Regions from separate parts of the Mus musculus genome. Here all the other regions are linked to region 2. Evidence: chromatin contacts called from public HiChIP or PLAC-seq and promoter capture Hi-C data. All regions are on one chromosome and are shown on one strand. Each heading gives the region's core, a stretch centred on a gene start, on an enhancer-like site or on the middle of the called end of the contact. The rest is flanking DNA. Distances are from core to core; before and after follow the strand shown.

Region 1 (2,700 bases), core at 48-2,547, 350 kb after region 2:
GAGAAAGAGAGGACCATGCCCACCAGATCCAATAGTGCCTCCTGCTGGAAATGATCAGAACTTCCCATTAGGTCAAACGACCTCAGCTTCTACAAACAGGCTTCATGCTGCTTAAAAGGTTCCCCTTCATATTTAGCGTCACCACACCAGACGTTTGCATAATTCATACTGAACTGCATTTGTGCATTACTTATGTTTTCTTCAAACCGCCCTGAATTACTTAATGTCCAGCTCATTGCCAACTTTCCCAATCCTTCCTGGGGTTTGTACAAGCTGTTCTCTTTGCCAAGCAAACACCTGCCCTTGGTTAAACTCTTCTTTCAGAGTTAAGATGAAAGTTGACTTCTAAGAAGTCTTGCTTAATGATAAAAATTAGACTTATCAGCTACTGTTCTAAGTTCTTTCAAATCATTAAGGTTAACTGCTGGAAATGGGGACGATTATATGTTACATGAGAGTAGAAATTGAGGCAGAAAGGAAATTTGTAAAAGTGTTAGAAAAATGAGCCAGGAAGTTTGTGGTAAAGAAAGGAAACGTTAATGCCTGACTGGAGAACAAGGTAGTTAAGAAAGATGATGGAGAGGGTGCAGAGATGGCTCAGTGCTTAAGAGCATATAACTGCTCTTCCAGAGGCCCCAGGTTCGATTCCTCTACCCAAATGGCAGCTCACAAAGGTCTGTACCTGCAGTTATGTGGGATCTGATGCCCTCTTCTGGCCTCCGCAAGCACATGGTGCAGACAATTAGGAAATACAGTAGAAGGCTGCTCTTTGGGGCATGATCTGCTCAAGTCTCTGTAAATGCTTGCTTTAGTTCTTTTGTACTAACATAAGGGGCACTCTTGGACTGTGAATCCTAGGATCATATAGCTCAAGTGAATGGTCACTGGAGCCCAAGCAGTCTTGAGGTGCAGCCACGTCCGGCTCGATCAGTTTCCAAGTATGACAATTTGCCTCCAAAATAGTCGCGTAAAGGATAGTGTGCATCGAGACACGGGAGAGCTCAAGGCCTGCCTTCCATCATCCCAAGATCGAATGCTGTGAACATCTCCATACTGGTTCCTCCGGTTGTTGCCTTAGGGAGAGGAACGTAAGCCTTCCCCCATTGCTTCAGTGGAAAAAATCTCTCCTCACAGACTCGGCGCCCAGAGGGCTGACCACAGCCCGCCAGGTTCATACCCGGAAGCTTCGCACCCCCAAATTGAGCGCGCGCAGAGGCGGCAAGGGTGGCGGGAAGCGCCTCCGCCCCGTCCCGTCCACTAGTCCGTGTCGGGGGCGTGGCGATAACAAGCCCCGCCCACACCAAGCTGGCCCTCTCGGCAACCGGCACAACACAACAAAATGGCTGCTGTGCTGTCGGTCTCCTGAGGGGAAGTATCCCGGCGTCTCCGCCTCGCCCCTCCCGCTAGGCCGTTCCTTCCCGTGCTGAGGCGGTGAGTGTACTTCGGCGTCCGGACCGAGCCTGGGTGGCGGGCGGCAAAGGCCGGAAAGCCCTGGTCCAGCGTGAGGTGTGCCGGCTCCGGACGCATTCGGGGCGGGGGAGTGTGCTTGGAAAGGGGATTGGACGGGAAGGAGGAGGGCCGGGGCCGGCGTGGGCAGGGGAGGGAGGGCAGGGGAGGAGAGGCGTGCACAGCCTAGGTCGGGGCGCTGCTGAGTCGCAAAGTTGGGGTGCGGCGCTTAGAAGGATGAGGTTCCCGCAGAGAGGGAAGAGTGCCGGGGTGTGTCACCGTCTGCGGGATAACTGCGATGGAGATGGGCTGGCGGTCCTGAGGGCTCTGCTGTTTAACCTCAGTTCTGTGACTCTGAGCTTGTTCCTTTTTTCCTTTTTGAAGCATGTGTGGATGATGGGGGTGGGGGGACGGACACGGGACACATATCGTGATGCGCATATGGAGGGCAAAGGACAACTTTGTGGAGTCGGGTTTTCTCCACTTTTCCGTGGGCTACAGATACAGAACTTAGAACGTCAAATTAGCACAGAAAATGCCCTTACCCACCGAGCCATCTCACTGGGGCTCTGGGCATGTCCCTTAACCACTTCCTAGATGTCTTAGTTAAGGTTTCCATTGCTGTGGTAAGACATTGTGACAGAAAGCAACTCCGGGAGGAAAGGGTTTATTTGGCTCCCATGTCTCTGGTTGCAGTGCATTCTATATCACTAGACAATTCAATTATTTTGTATCCTACATCATAGTCTTCTCTTAAAAAATCTGAAATTATAAACCATCTAGAATTATTCTTATCAAATCCTCATTAAATTATTATGAGGTCCTATGTTACTTCCCCTGATTAGTAAATTATTACTTCTAAGTAATGATTCCTATAGAATTAGGGAAGTATTCAGTGGGTTCCAGAAACCTGGATCACTGAAAGATTAAGTGATGGTTCCACACCCCTGCTTCCCTCCCTGAGTTGCCATAGCTCCTGTGAAGTCTGCATGTAGAAACACACACTATCTCATAGGCTGACCCTCTCAGTGAATCAGGGTTCTGAGAATGGACAGCACTTATGGACAGAAATAGAATCTGCAAGGACAGCTTCGTTGGTTGCAGATGAGCATTTGTCTTATTTGAAGATGGTCTGATACCACACTCAGCTAGTTTTTTCAAAAGTATATTGTTAAACTGGGCTTTCAGTTTCGTTTTGTACATGAAGGTAGTATTTGGCTATAGGGAAACTCAAGGCCAAAGGAAAGCAGCCTC
Region 2 (2,700 bases), core at 45-2,544:
TCGGTCCGCTCCTGGCCTCCCGGGCTCGGCTGCCCACCTGCCCCGGACGCCCACAGAGGCGACCCGCGCTACTGCGCCCCTTCCCGCCCCGTCGCGCTCCCACCCCATCCCCCCCATGCGCCCTGTGTCCCCGCCGCCTCAGGCAGGCTGCCGGAACCCGCACGCCGCCACCCCTCTCGCGGGGCCCGGCCGCGCGGCTTCCCACCCGAGCGACGCCGGGCACGGGGCAGGCCCGGGGCCCGGGGCGGGGCGGCCGTCAGGCGCGGGCTGCGGTGCTAGGCCAGACGGCGGGGCACGCGGTGCGGACCGGCCGGGGACGCGCACTCACCGGTGAGGTCATGCGGAGGACGGCGCCCAGGTCCTCGCTGGACTGCCTCTCGGCCTCGGAGCCGTCGCCCTCGCTGCGAACTGCCACCGCCGCCCAGCCGCCGCCACAGATCGCCAGTCGGTTTCCCTGCCTCCTGCGGCGGCGCTGCCCCCTCAGCAGTGCGCGTGCGCGGCGCCGCGGGGGCCCCTGGGATCGGTGGTCCGGACCACGGCCGCCCTTCCGCTCCCGGTCGCGAACCGCCTTGCCAGGACCTGTACGCCGATCCTCCGCCCTCACGTCTCCGTGTACCTGGTGCTAGAGAAGACGGGTGGAAGAAAAATGACACTCCTCTCTTGCTCGGAACATCATCCAATAGCCAGCCTCTCTCTCTCTCTCTCTCTCTCTCTCTCTCTCTCTCTCTCCTCTCTCTCTCTCTCTCTCTCTCTCTCTCTCTCTCTCTCTCTCTCTCGCTCTTCCCCTTTCACTTAAAAGCTATGCCAATTGGACGGTATCTTCATTTTTAACTTATAAATATAATTTCCCACTTCTCGTTTTGTCGATTTTTATTGTAACTGTGTTATTTAAAAATAACATTACATTAAATAAACTGTAAACTGTGTTACATTAAATAGGCTTAGGTCGGTTTTGTTTTTTCAAAAAAAAAAAAAAAATGAAAGGACGCGTCAAGTTAGCAGAAGTGAACAGTCCCAGAAACCTTAGAGCTAGAACATACCTTAAAGGTCATCGGTGCAGCTCCCACCCAAGCAGGAATGGCCTCCACGTCTCACTTCTGTTTCGGATGTTCCAGTATCAGCTCACTACCTCTCAGGAGTACAGCCTGCTCCTCTCTGTTGCACAGCTCTAAATGTTAGAAAGTTCTGCCTTCTGCTGAGCTGAAATCTGCTTCCCTTGTCTTTCCTCCCTTTGCAGGTAGTTATTCTGCCTGGAAGCAAGGAGAATTGGTTCCCACTTGACAGCCCTTTAAAATATTGAAGACAATGAATATATCCTGCAACACCACGAGTCTCATGCTCCGCCCCCAAGGTGGGGGGAGGGGGAAGTGAAAACTCATCTTCCCAACTATTCAAACATAAATCAGATCCCAGACAGCTTTCCACCCGTCTTCCATACACCTCCTTTAAAAATCATCAGAATTGAACTAGCATGGTAGCTCTCACCTGTAATCTAAAACCTTTGGGAGGCTGAAGCAAATGTCTCAGAATTAGACAAAAGTTTAAACCAGCCTGAGCTACACAGGATGTCTAGACCAGCGGGAGCTATCCTTTGAGACCCTGCCTCAAAAGGAAATTCTTTTGTCACAATTTGCTTCCTATTTGCTACTTTGTTACAATAGCATTGTGGGTATCAAGTAAAATGTCTTTGGTACCATGTTGCCATTCAACAGAGTTCAATTAAAGATTATCAGTCGGGTCTGTTACATTGTACAAAGCACCAACCAGATGAAAAAGCAAGTGGATACAATTTACAATATAAAGTGGAGAGTATCTCCCATAGATTGAGTTTTGTAACAATAAACTAAATTACAAAGTGCTATGAAGAATTACAAAGTGTTATGAGATTCCAGAGAAAGAGACCATATTGAATTAAGAAATCAAGACCTAGGCTGAGTTTTGTGGCCCATGACTTTAATCCCAGCAGTTGGAAGGCAAAATCAGACCAATCTCAGAGTTCCAGGATAACCAGGATTATACAGAGCCCCTGTCTCAAAAGGCCAAAGAAGAAAAGAAAGAAAGGAAAAGAGATTTGGCTGTGACTAGATTCCAAGGTAGATGAGTCAGGATCCCAGCACTCAAGAGGCAAAAACAGGCAGGCGGAGGCAAAAACAGGCAGGCAGATCTCAAGGCTAGCCTAGTCTACAGAGCAAGTTCCAGGACAGTGCTACACAGAGAAATCTTGTTTAAAAAAAAAAAAAAAAAAAAAAAGGAAAAGAAAAAGAAAAAGAAAAAGAAAAAAAATCCAGAAAAAGAGAGGGGGAGGATATAAAATTTGTAGACTGCATAAGGGAAAACCCCCTTGAACAGAAGATTGTGTTCAAAGGCTCCAGAGCTCCAGAGCACAAAATCCACCTGCCTCTGCCTCCCAAGTGCTGGGATTAAAGGCTTGTGCCACCACTGCCCAGCTTGAAGAAAGGCTTTCAAAGACACAAAAGGAAACCTTCAAGTAAAGGCATTTGCCACCAAACCGAACCACCAGAGTTTGACACCAAACACCCCACATAGGGGAGGAAGGATAAATGACTCCTGCAATATTTTCTGACCACCACTGTGGCAAAAACTTGCCCCCCATAAACAAACAAACAAACACACAAATAAATTGTGTGAATGTATAAATGTGTAAATACATAAATGAATATACATAAATAAAAAGAAAGG
Region 3 (2,700 bases), core at 93-2,592, 410 kb after region 2:
CTGGAAACGACTGTTTTTAAACGTATTTTGGATTGCTGGATCAGGTTTATTTGGTTGTAGAAGAGATGGAAAACTATAAACTGAAGTATTAAGAATACATGTGTCTGGATATCATCCTTAGTGAGGTAACCCAATCACAAAAGAAGTCATTAGATATCCACTCACTGATACGTGGATATTAGCCCAGAAACATAGAACACCCAAGATACAATTTGCAAAACACAGGAAAATCAAGAAGAGGGAAGGCCAATGGGTGGATACTTCATTCCTCCTTAGAATAGGGAACAAAATACCCATGAAAGGAGTTACAGAGACAAAGTTTGGAGCTAAGATGAAAGGATGGACCATCCAGAGATTACCCAGGGATCCATCCCATAATCAGCCACCAAACCCAGACACTATTGCATATGCCAGCAAGATTTTGCTGAAGGGACCCTGGTATAACTGTCTCATATGAGGCTATGCCAGTAGTGCCTGGCAAATACAGAAGTGGATGCTCATAGTCATCTATAGGATGGAACACAGGGCCCCCGATGGAGGAACTAGAGAAAGCACCCAAGGAGCTGAAGGGGTCTGCAACCCTATAGGTGGAACAACAATATGAACTAATCAGTACCCCCAGAGCGCGTGTCTCTAGCTGCATATGTAGCAGAAGATGGCCTAGTTGGCCATCATTGGGAAGAGAGGCCCCTTGGTATTGCAAACTTTATATGCCTCAGTACAGGGGAAAGCCAGGGTCAAGAAATGGGAGTGGGTGGGTAGGGGAGCAGGGTTGGGGTGGGGGGGGGTGATGTATAGGGAACTTTCAGGATAGCATTTGAAATGTATATAAAGAAAATATATAGAAAGAAAGAAGGAAAAGAAAGAAAGAGAGAGAGAGAGAAAGAAAGAAAGAGAGAAAGAGAAAGAGAGAGAATAAAGCAGGCTCAAGGCCAATGGGGGGTGTGGGGAGAATACATGTGTCCTTGAGTCAAACTTGCCATCTCCCTTTTCAGGTGACAAGCCAGCAGCAGGAGTTGGCTGTCCTGGACTCAGAGTTGGGGCATAGAAGGGAGGAGCTGCTTCTACTCCAGGACAGCCTCGCCCAGGCAAAAGCTGACCTCCAGGAAGCCCTGACACTGGGGGAGACGGAAGTTGCTGAGAAGTGCAGTCACATTAGGGTATGGTTGCTGTAAGCTTTCTTAGAAGTCCAGGGCAGTACTGAGGTTTATTTTAAAGTGTTCTGAGATAGAAGTGCCCCCTATAGCACCATTTGGGGTGTTAATGTATTGGTGCTGAGGCAGTCATGTGGCCTCTGAGTACACTCTGGGTTCTCTTGTTTCTTGGCTTTCTCATGTGTTTCCTGTCCAGGGATGCCCTTATCACAGTCATAGGCAACATCGCATCCTGCCTGTTTCTCGTGGTTCAGCCACATGCAACCTCCTGGGATTTTTGTTAGTTTGTTTGTTTTTGTTTTTGTTTCTAAGCAGCTCTTAAGGAGTTTCTTTATCTTGCATTTAATAATAGCTGCCTATGTCCTGAGCACCTCAGTTTGTGACTGTCTGTGCCTCCAGCCTTCTGCCTCTGACAGTCACTGAGGCTGGGAACAGCCTTGCATGGGGTAATTGCACAAACACATCTGCATGAACATAGGTTATTTCTTCATATTACACAGTAGGTGCTGCTGCAAAATACAGCACTGTTCTTGTACCAAAGGCAAAAAATTATAATTTAATATAAATTAAATTACAAATTAGATATATGAAATAGAATAATAACAGAACTGACTGGTGTAAAGGGGATTTTGATTTGTAATTTACAGAGAAGCTGACTTTTATTTAAACACAGGAAGTAAAATCACTTCTGGAAGAACTAAGTTTTCAGAAAGGAGAACTGAATGTCCACATCAGTGAAAAGAAGACTCAGCTCGCACTTATACAGCAGGAGATGGAGAAAGAGGAAAAGAATCTTCAGGTGGTTTTACAGCAGCTGTCGAGACATAAGACTGGTGAGTTTAAAGAGCAAGTCGCAGAATGTGAGGCTGGCCACATCTGCCCTGCAGGTCACAGCGAAGTGCACCTGGCCAAGTTCACCTCTGAACTGTAAGCTCAGTAATGAGCAAATTCTAAAAGGAACTCGATGTTTCCTGCCATTCAGTTCAGTTTGCTAAGGATTATTAAAGCAATTAAGCATATTGGTAGCTGGTGAGAGCAGGGAAGGACTCTCACAGCTGGTGAGAGAGGAACTGAGATGCTTGGCCAGGGCTTCAGCACTCCAAACATTCAAGCTTGTAAAACCAAAGAGCCAATTGCTATTCATCCAGAGATCTCTATCCGTCCTTTATGTGTGCCACAGCAAGACTTACACTTAGGAACCTGGAAAGAAAAGGCTTATGTTTACCCTTTAATGCCACGTAAAACTAGAGTAAACATCTGAGATAAGTCGTGAGTGTGGGAGAGAGCCCACTTATTTACTTACTCATGTTACCCTGTTTCCTTTTGTGTGTGCATCCCCGTGTATGTGCACAGCCCACAGGAGACCATCCCATGTCCTGTTGGGTCACTATCTTATGCTGTTGAGACAAGGGCTCTCACTCAGCCAGGTCCCAGTGATCGCTTGTCTCTGCACACCCTCAACACATATGCAGAGCACTGCAGTTACAGATGTCCACCAGCAAGTCCCAGTGACTCTTCTGCCTCTGCCCCGCACCCCCACCCTACA

Evidence for each region. Promoter capture Hi-C pulls out the DNA fragments that hold promoters and counts their contacts. HiChIP or PLAC-seq counts read pairs in DNA pulled down with a chosen protein or histone mark.
Region 1: a promoter capture Hi-C map of neural stem cells shows a contact between it and region 2. The contact joins the promoter of Cntrl here to the promoter of Gapvd1 in region 2. A contact is called at or near these places in 8 of 39 promoter capture datasets (the C10 cell line, cranial neural crest, liver and 3 more), 3 of 484 Hi-C or Micro-C datasets (embryonic stem cells, forebrain and natural killer cells), 13 of 115 datasets of contacts at active chromatin or transcription factors (the 230-238 cell line, the SCID.adh cell line, bone marrow-derived macrophages and 9 more) and 3 of 9 other capture datasets (adipose tissue, liver and macrophages).
Region 3: an H3K4me3 HiChIP or PLAC-seq map of bone marrow-derived macrophages shows a contact between it and region 2, with 5 times the contacts expected there. The contact joins the enhancer-like site here to the promoter of Gapvd1 in region 2. A contact is called at or near these places in 2 of 39 promoter capture datasets (cranial neural crest and macrophages), 4 of 115 datasets of contacts at active chromatin or transcription factors (the SCID.adh cell line, bone marrow-derived macrophages, large pre-B cells and 1 more) and 1 of 9 other capture datasets (embryonic stem cells).

Annotation. Positions count from the first base shown.
Region 1 is chr2:35,108,199-35,110,898 of GRCm38.p6, forward strand. It overlaps Cntrl (centriolin), which reads left to right and starts at 1,298. Exons shown (of 44, transcript NM_001379274.1): 1 at 1,298-1,431.
Region 2 is chr2:34,753,938-34,756,637 of GRCm38.p6, forward strand. Gapvd1 (GTPase activating protein and VPS9 domains 1) reads right to left here and starts at 1,295. Exons shown (of 27, transcript NM_001356441.1): 1 at 1,041-1,295; 2 at 329-622.
Region 3 is chr2:35,160,934-35,163,633 of GRCm38.p6, forward strand. Cntrl (centriolin) reads left to right here. Exons shown (of 44, transcript NM_001379274.1): 30 at 996-1,160; 31 at 1,828-1,987. Among named protein-coding and RNA genes, the nearest start is that of Rab14, 39 kb to the right of the region's middle. Within about 2 kb of position 1,343, at least 30 of the 459 cell types and tissues checked have an H3K27ac peak or open chromatin away from gene starts, as enhancers often do. A contact at or near this core is called in bone marrow-derived macrophages, where this site is marked.